Regions from separate parts of the Sus scrofa genome. Here regions 2 and 3 are each linked to region 1. The links are chromatin contacts, called in public HiChIP or PLAC-seq maps. All regions are on one chromosome and are shown on one strand. The core of a region is the stretch at or near the end of the contact, and the rest is flanking DNA. Distances in the headings are between cores, read along the strand shown. Region 1 has its middle 48 kb from the start of CHST15. Region 2 has its middle 42 kb from the start of OAT. Region 3 has its middle 74 kb from the start of OAT.

Region 1 (3,829 bases), core at 494-2,993:
CGTTAGTCCCTTTGACTAGTCTCATAAAGCTTGCTGCCTACTTATTGTAAGTTTTAAAATAGAAGTTTCCGAAACTTTTAATTTTCCCATTTGCTTTTGGCTGTCTGTGGATTTTGCCTCCGCTGAAATCTGAGGCCCTGAGATCTATTTAAAGCTACCATCTAAGTTTTGCAGCAAATGGTGTGTCCAGCTTGGAGGTTTACAGAGGGGAGTTTAAAGAAAAATCTCAGCTCTGATGCAGCTGTCTTTGGTTAGCACATAGCATCCTTGGAAAAAACCTCTGGGGGCTGGGAAGTAAAGCGGTTTCTGCTTCTGGGGTTTTGTTCGGAAACCCAGAAAGGAATAAATAGCATCACCCTCCAAACACTTCTGCTCGAATATTTGATCTCAGCCTGGCAGCCACAGCAAGGCGGGCCGCCCACATGCCCACCCACCCACACTTTGTAGGGGCCCGTCGTGGCCTGAGTAACTACAGGGTTGTTTGTAGCCCTTCAGGGCTGGAATGGCTGTCAAATCAACCAGCCCTCAAATTACAGCAGAGGTCCAGAGAGGGTAAGTGACTTGCCTAAAGGCACACAGCGATCATCGCTAAAGCAGGTTGTCACTGGGTTGGGGCAAGGCGGTAGTCAGTGGGCTGCTGGACCACTCTTTATTCTGGCCACTGATACGAGAGACATGCTCTAATAAGGCCGCTGGAGAGCACAGGGGGCGAGCGATGGAGGAGGCTCTCTTCTGTGAGAAACACCAAGTGAGCAACCTCAAACGCAGCTCCAGTGTCGTAGATGAGCGGGATCCTGTGGGCATCTCACCCAGAACTTGAAGCCCCTCCCCACTCCCACCCCAGCATCCCAGTCACCTGGCTGCTTGAATACAGCCTGTGATGGGGAGCTCACTCAGCCAGCTAGGTTCTGCGCAAACTCCGGGTTGCCCTTCACCTAAACCTAACCCCAACCGCATTCTCCCAGCCCTGGCCCGGGAGAGGCGCTCCACGTGTATCTAACTACCAGAAGCTTCTCCACCCGCCCTCCCTCTTCTGTGTGGACGCTCTGTCTGTGCACATGCGATGGCCAGGAGTCAGCCCCGCACTGGGGTTGTGTCTAATGCTGTTGTGTTGGTGCCTGTGCGTGAGTGTTCATATGTAGACGTGTGCATGTGTGTGGTGAGTATTGTGTGTGTGTCTGGAAGTGTGTCTGTGTGAGTGTGCACACGTGTGTGTGTGTGTGTGTGTGTGTGTGTGTGTGTGTGTTTATGTGTGTGTGTGTGTGTACCCTCGCATCTCTGGGTGGGTCTCTGGGTCCTTCAGAGGGTCAGCCGGGTGTGGCCTCCATGACAACTGTGTCGCATGTGTAGAGATTTTGTCTCAGAAGTGCTGAGCACAGAGCCCGGCGCCAGGAAGTGCCCAGCATTACTCAGCAAGTGCTGTTATCACAAGGGCCTGTTACTTGTAACAAAGGTCCGGCTCACTGGATTATCCCCTTCCCGTCAGAAGGGAGCTTGCAAAGCAGGGACTTGAAGGGTCCTTGCTATTGGGGGGCTGAATTTTGCATCCCCCCCACATTCCCATGTCGAAACTCTAACCCCTAAAGCTGATGTTCTTAGTAGGTGGACTTTGGGGAGGTGATTAGGTCCGGAGGGTGGTGCCCTCGTGGCGGGATTCGTGCCCTGAGAAAAGAGCCCCCACTGCTCCCTTGCGCCTTCCACCACGTGAGGATGACCCAGGAAGAGAGCCCTCACCCAAACACGCCGGCACCCTGAACGTGGATGTCCAGCCTCCAGAAGCGTGGGTAATACATTTCTGTTGTTTATAACCCCCACAGTCAGCGGAACTTGTTATAGCAGCCAGAGAGGACAAGGTCGTCCCTTTCCTGCCACTTTGCAGCCAGGAGGGATTCCTGCAAAGCATGTGACCCAGAGTTCTACTCAGAGACAACCCAAATCTTACAGGGGACAGGATCCATACAGGGCCACCATCCATACAGCCCTGGGAAAAAATTCCATGGGATAGAGAGGAGAGGAAATTGAGTCACTGCCTGCAGCACAAAGACAGAAAATGAAGACTTTTCATACCGCGTTGCACGACTCTGAGGGGTCAAAGGAGATCCTCTCAAAGCTTCAGCTCACCGCCCCCAGGCAGCACCATTTTCACCTTGGCCAGTCCTTGAACCATCCCAGCAACGCTGCAGACTAAGTGTTCGATCCCGTCTTTGGGGCAGAGAAAGAGCAGAGGAGTTAAATGACCCCTCAGAGTCACAAAGAGCTCAGCCAGGTTTGTCCCATTCCAAGACCTGGGCTTTTGTCCCTGAGCCCCAGAGGCCACCATGGGACCGTGGGACTTCCTGACACACCACACAACCAAATGAAAACCTCCTCAGCTGTCCCCCTGTGTGTGAAGCAATGCACATCCTGCTGCCAAGATTTACCACCAAATCGCTCTAAATTGGGCAATTAGCAACGTGATTTGTGAAATGAGGAACAGGATATGCTCTGACCCCTTGAACTTCTTCCCCACTGACCTCTCTGGTTCTAGCAAACTTTCATTTTTTAGCTGGATAGGAATGAATCCCTTCACCCAAAAGTGCAATCATCAGTACTTCCTGAGGAACCACCATCTCTATCTGGGGTCAAGGTTTCAAAGCTGGAATCCCGTAAAATGAAAAGTAGGCAGACAACAAACTGGGGAAAGTAGGTATGACCTTCACCGTAAGAGGCTGAGATCCTTCATACATAGACGCGCTCAGGAGACAGACAACCAGAAGACTGGCGGGCAATGCCGAGCTGACAGTTCACAAAAGGAGAGGCAAACGGTTAAAAAGCACGGGGGGCGGGGGGAGACACCCGTCTCAACCGTGAACGAGAAAAGCAAATTAAAACACTAGGATGTTATTTCCTTTTAAATAGTTCGGCCAAGATATATCTAGTCCAGGTGAGGAAGCAAAGAAACGGGCCCTCTGCACACTGACTTTGGGTGTTTGAATCGGCAGTCTTTCCAAAGGGCAATCTGGCAGCCTTTAAGGTGTACGGAAATCTGACCCAGTAATTTTTTTCAGACTTTATCCCAAGGGACTTAGTCGAGATGTAGGCAGAGCTGAATGTACAAAGATATTCATTGTGTTGATATTTATAATACTAAAAATTCTGGGAAAAACTACCCCAAATGTCCAGCAATGAATTACTGCTCATGAAAATTGGGATAAATTCATATGAATGTACATGATGCCGTATTAGACGTTTCGTGGCAGCGGAGTCTCGGACTCCAAGTCCAGGGTCCTCCCACGAGGGGATGCTTCCTCTCAGTCTGACCCCAACAAGCCTTTTCCTCGCTATGGCTGCTAATCTGCTGGGACAGCTGCAGCCGCTAACACCGATGCAATGATGCAAAGACAACACCAACTCCGGTCTTGGAAGAACAGTGCATGTGGGCCAGAAGTTTCCACTGGCATCCCATTCGAAGCCACATGTTTTCAAATATGAGGCTAATTAGGTAATTGCCTCTTGCATATTTCACTCTTGTTTACTCCATCGTCAGCCCTACCCCTGCCACTTTGAAGAGGGCATGTGGTCCCTAGGGGGGCAAAGAGAAAACCAGAAGCCCTGATTCCTTGCACCTGTCTGCTCTATGATCTTGGACCTCCCAGATCACTAGGTTTCTCTTCTGAGACCACCCATCCGTTGTGGCCTGGCATGTGCAGGGGTTCACCAAGTGGTTGATCTGCCAGTGGATGGTTTTACCCAGCAGCCACTTCACACTCGTGGGCTCCCACGATTTACAGCAGCAATAGGATCCCAGAAAGCCAGAGAAGGGACAATTTTAGAGCTGAATATTGGCTGA
Region 2 (3,829 bases), core at 676-3,175, 190 kb after region 1:
TCCCATGCCCAGGTCTGAGCCGCTCAGTCTGTGTTTAGACCAGAAGGGCTGGTTCCCACCTGCCTTGGGGGCCTGGCAGCTACTGCCGGGGAGAGGGGAGGTTCCCAGCTCCCTGGAGGGACCTGACTCCCATCATGGAGCCAACAGAGGTCCGAGAGCTGTCACTTGGCTCAAGATACAAAGCCCTCAGCAAGGCCTGGCCTGTGATGGGGTAGGACGCATGAAGATGCTGGCTAGGACCTCAGCTCGGAGAAGACGGGGCTGGATGTGGCCCAGGACCGTCTGCCCTCCCAGCTGAATGAGTTTGTGTTCGCAGGACACAGGAGCGAGGGCAGTGGTATGAGAAAGACTTTTGCCCGAAATGCCTGTCCAGCAGCCTCCCCGTCACCCCCAGACCCTCTGCGCCTTCCTGACACTGCAAGATCCAAGTGCCCGGGGCTTGGTCCTTGACCCTCTTCTCTTGTCTCTCCACCGTCAACCTTGTGACTCTCATCCAGTTTCAAGACCTTAAGACTCTGTATGTCAGAGTTCCTGTTGTGGCTCAGCAGTTAACAAGCACAACTAGGATCCATGAGGACGCAGGTTTGATCCCTGGTCCCACTCAGTAGGTTACGGATCCGGCGCTATCGTGAGCGGTGGTGTCGGTCGGTCGCAGGCACAGCTCTGATTCAACCCCTAGCCTGGGAATTTCCATATGTAGCAGGTGCTGCCCTAAAAAGAAAAAAAAAAAAAAGACTGGATGTCAAAATTTTCCAGAAGCTCCCGTCTCAGTGGTTAACAAATCTGACTAGCATCCATGAGGACACGGGCTCGATCCCAGGCCTTGCTCAGTGGGTGGGGGATCTGGCATTGCTGTGAGCTGTGGTGTGGCTTGCAGGCGCGGCTTGGATCTGGCATTGCTGTGGCTGTGCTGCAGGCCAGCAGCTGTAGCTCTGGTTTGACCTGTAGCCCAGGAACCTCCATGTGCCTCAGTGAGGCCCTAAAAAAGCAAGCAAGCAAGAAAATTCCCGCATTGACCCTTCCAGCCTGATCCCTTCCCTGAACTATCCAGCTGCCTATTCACACATTTCCACTTGGGTGTCTGACAGATACCTCCGTCAGCCCAAAAATGAGTGGCCCAAAAAATCAAGGTTTTGTTTCTCTCTCTCTCTCTCTTTTTTTTTTTTTTTTTTTTTTGCTTTTTGGAGCCACACCCACAGCATATGGCAGTTCCCAGCCTAGGGGGTGAATCAGAGCTGCCACACACAGCCATGCCAGATCCTTAACCCACTGAGTGAGGGCAGGGGTCAAATCCACATCCTCATGGATACTAGTGGGTTCCTTACCACCGAGCCAGCACGGGAACTCCAGGCCTTACTCCTCATGATTCTCTTGGTTGGGAGCTTGGGCAGGGCTCATCTGGGCGGTTCATCTGCTCTGCGTGCTGTCAGCTGGAGTCACTCCCAAGGCTTCATCCTTCCGGGGGCTCAGCTGGGGCTGGAATGTGGAACGAGGTCCTTCTCCCAGGTCTGGAAGTGGGTGCCGCCTGTGTGTCCACCAGCTTCTCCTCTGGGAATCTCTCCCAGCCACTTACAGCTCAGCGCCTGGCTCCCAGAGAGCAAAGCCAAAGCTGCCGGCTCTTCAAGGTGAGGCCAGGAATGAACACGGCCTCCTTTCCCCCCCTCTCTAGAGATCAAAGCGAGTTACAAACCCGGCCCTAATTCAAGGGCGGGGGAGAGGAAGGGAAGCCTTGGCCTCCTGGTGGAACGGGGGGCGGGGGTGGAACAGCAGGGCAGGGCTTGTCCCCCGTCCTCTTTGGAAACTGTCTACCAGGACGAGCCAGACGCCTGGCTGACATCTGCTCCGTCACAAGTCCTGTTGGCTCCGTTCTCAGAAGCCATGTGGGATCTGACCACTTCCCTCCACCCCCACGGTGCCCAGCCTGGTCTGAGTCACCAGCATCCTTACCCCATTTCCTGGTCAGCCTCCCGAGAGAGCTCCCTAGTTCTCCTCTTAGAGTCTCTTCCCAACACAGCAGCTAAGTTGAACGTTCTAACCTTGAGGTCAAATCATGTCACTCTTCTCTTCACCCCTCCCTGTGGCTTCCTGTTTCCCTGGGAGGGGACCCAAAGCCCTTGGGATGGCCCCAAGGGTGCCTGCAACCCCCACGCACCATCTGGCATTACCACTCTGACTTGGTCTCTGACAATCGTGCCCCTCAGGCCCAGCCCTCCAGCCAGCCTGGCCTTTGTCCATCCAGAGAGCGCCCTGCTGCCTGCGAAGCATTCTCTTCACCAGAAGCAGCTACGTGCAGGGCCCAGTGCAAAATGAAAATACAGGCCCTTGGAGAATCTGCTGTGGCTCAGCAGCAACAAATCCAACTAGGATCCATGAGGACGAGGGTTCGATCTCTGGCCCCGCTCAGTGGGTTAAGGATCTGGCGTCGCCCTGAGCTGCAGTGTAGGTTGCAGAGGTGACTCGGGCCTGGTGTTGCTGTGGCTGCGGTGGAGCCTGGCAGCTACAGCTTCGATTCAACCCCTAGCCTGGGAACCTCCATAAGCCACAGGTGTGGCCCTAAAAAAAATAAAAGAAAGAAGATACAGGCCCTTGTTCCAAATGACTACGATTTGCAAGGAGGCAACAGGAGAGCATTAAACCAAGAGCAAGGAAAAGTGCAGAAGGTATTAAACGTGTAATCTGGAGCCCAGGGTCCCCCAGCCCCGGGAGCCCCAAAGGGCCCGTCAGGACTCAAGGCAGAGCCCAGCAGGATGGGGCTGAGGGGCAGCAACACCAGGGCTCTAATGAGAGGCTCACAAAACCTGTGAGTCGGCCACCGCAGGTCCCAACCCTGCGTCTGAGTCGGGCCAGACTTAACGACCTGGGCTGGAGTCGCCACCAACATAAAGAATCTTGTTCCCAGCAATTTTTACAAGGTGTTTATGGCCCCAGGACAACCTGGGGCTGAGACTCAGCTTAGGAGGCGGCTGCCCAGACAATGGGGACAAAGAGTCAGGTCAGCACAGGGCCCTGCAGAGCCGAGGCCATTCACCCCCTATGCAGGACGGGGGATTGGACCCTCACCCTGTTACCTGGCAGCCCCCCACCCACCACTCAACCTTGAGAAACACCTTCCCCCCCAGCAGACCAGAGTGGGTACCCCACACTGTACCCAGATTCCTGGGGTCTGGGAGGTCTACCCCCACCAGTGTTTAAACACAGCCCCAGAAAACACCAAAAACAAGGGGGTGGGGTCTCTGAGTCACTGCCCCCAACAGCACCAAGGACCCTGGGAATGCTCTCTGCTCCCACAGGCCTCCCCATCAACTCGATCAGCCCACATGCTTCATAACAGTTCATCCAATGTTGCATTCCCGCTACTCAAGCACAGCCGTCACAAGGGTCCAAGGTGCGTGAGCTAAGCGCCCACACGGATGCGATTCAAGCATTTTACTTGAAGGCAGCTACCATTTACTGGGAACTTAACATGTGCTGGACTCGGGGAAAGGGCTTTGCGTGAATGATGTCATTCAGGCCTCACAGCACCTTGGGAGGTAAGCTTATCATCCTCAACCTATGTCACAGGTAAGGAGTCAGGTTTGGACCAGCTTGAAAACACGCCGAGAAGCGATGGGCAACCCCGGATCTGCAGAGGGTAGCGCTGGGCTCCTTCCATCTTGCTGTCCAGGGCCACTCCTCCTGAGAGGCAATCGTGCTACCAGCATAGGGAAGAAGCAGCCTACTCCACCGGGCACAATCAAAGAGGGCTTCCTGGAAGTGGTGATGTCTAAGTTGGGCCTCAAATGATAAATAGGATTTGGCTAAGAAAGAGAAGAGGGAGCATGTGTAGGGG
Region 3 (3,829 bases), core at 621-3,120, 160 kb after region 1:
TTGCCTGGCTCTTGACCTCTAGGTCTAAGCCCCTGGCACAGTGGCCCCCAGAGTCCTGTGTCTCACCACCCCTGCCATGATGCAAGCCTGCCCCAGCCTGGACCCCGTCCCCACAGGTGGTGAGTGTGACGCAGAGCTGTGAGAGAGGTTTCTCTGAAACCTCATTGCAAGGTAGCTTTCTCATAAATGCTGCAAAGCAAAGCAAATTCTATAGATTTTTTTTTCAAGGCAACACAAAAACTATGTAAGCTCTGAGTGCATGGGCTCCTGCCCTGACTTTGCTTTACCTCGTGGTCCCCCACATTCAGACGGGAGTCACCCTCACCCCAAACCACCCTCAGCTTCAGGAAGGAGCCCCCTGACCAATGGGATTGGAGGTGCGGGGATAGGGCTGCTACAGGCATTCTGGGGTGGCCCTCTGGTACCCCTGGCAGTGACAAGCTCCAGACCCTACAAAGAGAAGGACAGTCTGGGGGCCAGTGCTCAGGACTCGGCCTCAGGCCATGGGAAGGGCCACTGTCCACCTTGGGGTCAAGGCACCAGGATTGTCTCACTCCGCTTTCTTCCCGGGGCGCCCCATCTCCACGAAAGGGGCCTCCCCCCACATCCAGGGCACAGCCTGCAAGAGGGGAGGGAGGCCTTCCACACCGCTCCCACCACCACACTGCCCCTCTTCTGTCTCGGGTCCTGGGAGTCCATCCTCTTGAACTTCTCCCTCCATCCCCACCTTGTTCCTGGTCTCCCACATCTAACATCTGCTCCAGGCGGCCTCTCCATGGCAACTCCAGGGGCCTGCCCGAGGCACCGTGTACCCATCATGCTCTCTCGCTCACCTTCTGTGGCTCCCATCACCTACAAAACAAGCCCACTCTCTCTGGGCTTGCACAGCCTGGCCCCCCCAGCCCCATCGCCTGGACTTCAGCGCTCATGCCTTTGCTCCAACGGGTGTCCCTCCCCGAACGGCCTGTCCTCTCCCTTAGCAGCTCTGAGATGTCCTCTCCCTGGCCTCGGGCCCCCTGAATTGGTCCCTGGCTCCCCCGCGTCCTTCCCTGTGCTCTGAAGGGGCTCACACACCTTGGGTTACAGCCTCTACGTTTGCCATCTCCCCGTGTCCTGCAAACTCCCGAGGGCAGGGGGCCTTTGGTCTTCACCTCCGAAGCTTGATTAGTCAAGGCAATGCGAACTGCTGTCACAGATGAGCCCAGGATCTCGGTGGCCTAAACAGGAGCAATGAATGTCTAACTCATGTCACACTCACGTTGATGCTCCTGGCCAGGCGCCCTTCCACAGGCTCATTCAGGGACCCAACCTCCATCCATCCACCCTTGGAGTCTTGTCTACGGAGACTGCACATCCGGTTTGGGGGGTTTGTTCTCATTATGGTAAAAATACACAGAATAAAATGTACCATGGGGACCGTTCTCAGGTGCACAGTCCGAGAGGGCTGACTGCATGCACATCACTATACAGCAGGTCTCTAGAATGTTTTCACCTTGCAGAACTCACACTCCCCACCGAACGGCTCCCTTCCCTGCTCCCAGAACACCCATTTTTTAACCACATTAGCTAAGGGCACGTGTCACTTCCACTCACGTTGTGTTAGCAAGAACTCACCACGTGGCCACACCCTGGGGGTGGAAAATGCGGCCACAGGGCAGGGCTGCCCTGCAGAGGAGGGCACAGCCAGATGCACAGGTGAGGCTTCAACAGGTGTGTGCTGAACTGAGTGTGTCCAGAAGGTGGAGGAAAGAGAAGCTTCGAGGAGGGAAGGAGGGGGCGGGTTCACACTAACAGCTCTGGGCACCTACTGGGTGCAAAGTGCAGAGCTGGGCGTGGTCACACGCACAAGAGAACCACGTGGTGTCATGGGCAGAGCTAGACAGGCCCGTTCCAGATTCCTGGTCTCGGGGCTCAGGGAGCTCACGGACATGATGATGGCATGAGAGGAGACAAGCAGAAGGCCTGGCACCCAGGAGGCACCGTGATTCTTTACCCAACACAATCCCGCAATAGGGAAACCCAGTCTCGGGTCGCCTGGGCCACACGCCCAGTTAGGAAGATCTACGCTCCTACTGAGACTGTGAACGGCTCCCCAGGGAATCCGTCAGAATCCTCTGACCTCCCAGCTCCAGCCTGACGAAGGTCGAAGGTCAGAGGGCTGGGACCTGGCTCAGACCTCCCGCCCTCCCGCCCCTGACCTCCTGGCCTTAAAGCCGCGTGGTACCTGCCAGATGCTGGCAACTCCTTCCCAGGCTTTTGAAGGCGCTCCGCCTGACAGCTCTCGGTCAAATACTGCAAAGCTGAGATCTGCTCTGGGCCCATCGCCTGGCTGTTCTTTCTCCCAGCCCTGCCTGCCAGGCCACCCCCACCCCACCCCCGTTGGCTGCTGCCCCCCTCCAAGATTTATGGCCAGTGGCCCCCTCCCCATATGCTCTCACAGCACCCAACCCACACATGAGGGTGGCCTCCCCCGTCAAATCCTCCTTCCCGGAGCTGGCGCAGCAGACAGGCTCGTGGAGGGGCCTTCAGAAGCACTGCCGCACAGGGAAGCGGATCTGAGCCCTCCTGACGCCTGGCCACAGAGGTGCCCCTAGGAGACGCGTGGGCTGCACGGCTGACCGCAGCGGGGACCCTCAGAGCTGACCCAGCATCACGCCCAGGGTCAGCAGGCATCACCACGTCCAGTCCGAACTGCTGGCAGCTCCCTGAAGGCTGTGGAGGATGAAATAGACGCTTACCCCCCCTCCCCGCCGCCTGGCACGCAGCAGGCCTGGAGCTTCAGGGAGATGCCGAGGAGGGGGAAGATGTCAAAGCCGCTCCTTCCTGCGCAGAAAAGGACCTGCGCACATCAGGACACGCTTACCTCACTGGCACGAGGCAGCTGATCAGGGAGGCATATTGATCTGTGGTCAGTTTCTGGCACCCCCGGGGCCGGCTTTCATGTGTGGGTGGGGGTGAGTGTGCACGGAGAGGGCCTCTGCCCCCCCCCACCCCGCTCTGCTTTCCAGGCCGCGTCTGCGCCTGCGCGGTCTGGTCCTCAGCCAGCGAGGCTGCGAGGCTGGCAGATCCCCGGGCAGGGCGCCTGCAGCCCGCACACCCCCTCCCGGGCAGAGATCGTTAATGTTTGATGCATCGCCCTCTTTCATCTGCACCGGGGTGCCCAGCGGAGTAGGCAAGTCGAATCGACGCGTTGTCAGAAGGGAAATAAACCTCATCGCTCTTTTACGCCGGAAACTACGGGGTGGGGGGTGGGGCGGCCAGCCAGAGGCCCTTGCCCCCGCCTGGACCCACGGGCATGCCCGGCTGGCCTCTCCCTTCCGCCTCCACCGTCCTGAAATTAGGCAAGACATGTGTCATCTCTGGGTTCTCAAATGTACATCCCAGAAACCTGTCAAGATTTCCAGCCGCCTTCATCCTTCCAGGCGTGCTGTGTTTTTTTCCAGACTCTGCAGGGCCCAGCCCTGTCCAGAGACTGCAGATGCTCTGGCCGAGGTGGCCTCCAGGACACCCCAGGGATTTCAGTCCCAGAGCCAGGGCCCTCTCTGGCCACCGGCTTCTGACGCCCCAGGCTCCACACCAGAGCCTCCCCCAGGCCCGAGGCCATCGGTACCAGGAGAGAGACTGTCAGCAGCCAGGACGGTGGCCAGAGGAGGGATCAGTTATTTCCATCTCCCAGGCCAGGGAGGAGGGCCAGGACCCAAGCACAGCATCCCACCGGGCTCCTCACTCTGCCTTCCTCACCTTCTCTTCCTGCCTCCAGACCCGGAAGCTGCTCCCCCATCCCAGACCTCCTCCCTCCCATTCCACCTGCTCAGCCCTCTCATTGGTC

Evidence for each region. HiChIP or PLAC-seq counts read pairs in DNA pulled down with a chosen protein or histone mark.
Region 2: a contact with region 1 is called in an H3K27ac HiChIP or PLAC-seq map of alveolar macrophages. The contact joins two enhancer-like sites. A contact is called at or near these places in 1 of 47 Hi-C or Micro-C datasets (epiblast stem cells) and 1 of 2 datasets of contacts at active chromatin or transcription factors (alveolar macrophages).
Region 3: a contact with region 1 is called in an H3K27ac HiChIP or PLAC-seq map of alveolar macrophages. The contact joins two enhancer-like sites. A contact is called at or near these places in 1 of 47 Hi-C or Micro-C datasets (epiblast stem cells) and 1 of 2 datasets of contacts at active chromatin or transcription factors (alveolar macrophages).

Annotation. Positions count from the first base shown.
Region 1 is chr14:133,591,073-133,594,901 of Sscrofa11.1, forward strand. No RefSeq gene overlaps it. Among named protein-coding and RNA genes, the nearest start is that of CHST15, 48 kb to the left of the region's middle. Within about 2 kb of position 1,744, at least 12 of the 83 cell types and tissues checked have an H3K27ac peak or open chromatin away from gene starts, as enhancers often do. A contact at or near this core is called in alveolar macrophages, where this site is marked.
Region 2 is chr14:133,780,411-133,784,239 of Sscrofa11.1, forward strand. No RefSeq gene overlaps it. Among named protein-coding and RNA genes, the nearest start is that of OAT, 42 kb to the right of the region's middle. Within about 2 kb of position 1,926, at least 12 of the 83 cell types and tissues checked have an H3K27ac peak or open chromatin away from gene starts, as enhancers often do. A contact at or near this core is called in alveolar macrophages, where this site is marked.
Region 3 is chr14:133,748,806-133,752,634 of Sscrofa11.1, forward strand. No RefSeq gene overlaps it. Among named protein-coding and RNA genes, the nearest start is that of OAT, 74 kb to the right of the region's middle. Within about 2 kb of position 1,871, at least 15 of the 83 cell types and tissues checked have an H3K27ac peak or open chromatin away from gene starts, as enhancers often do. A contact at or near this core is called in alveolar macrophages, where this site is marked.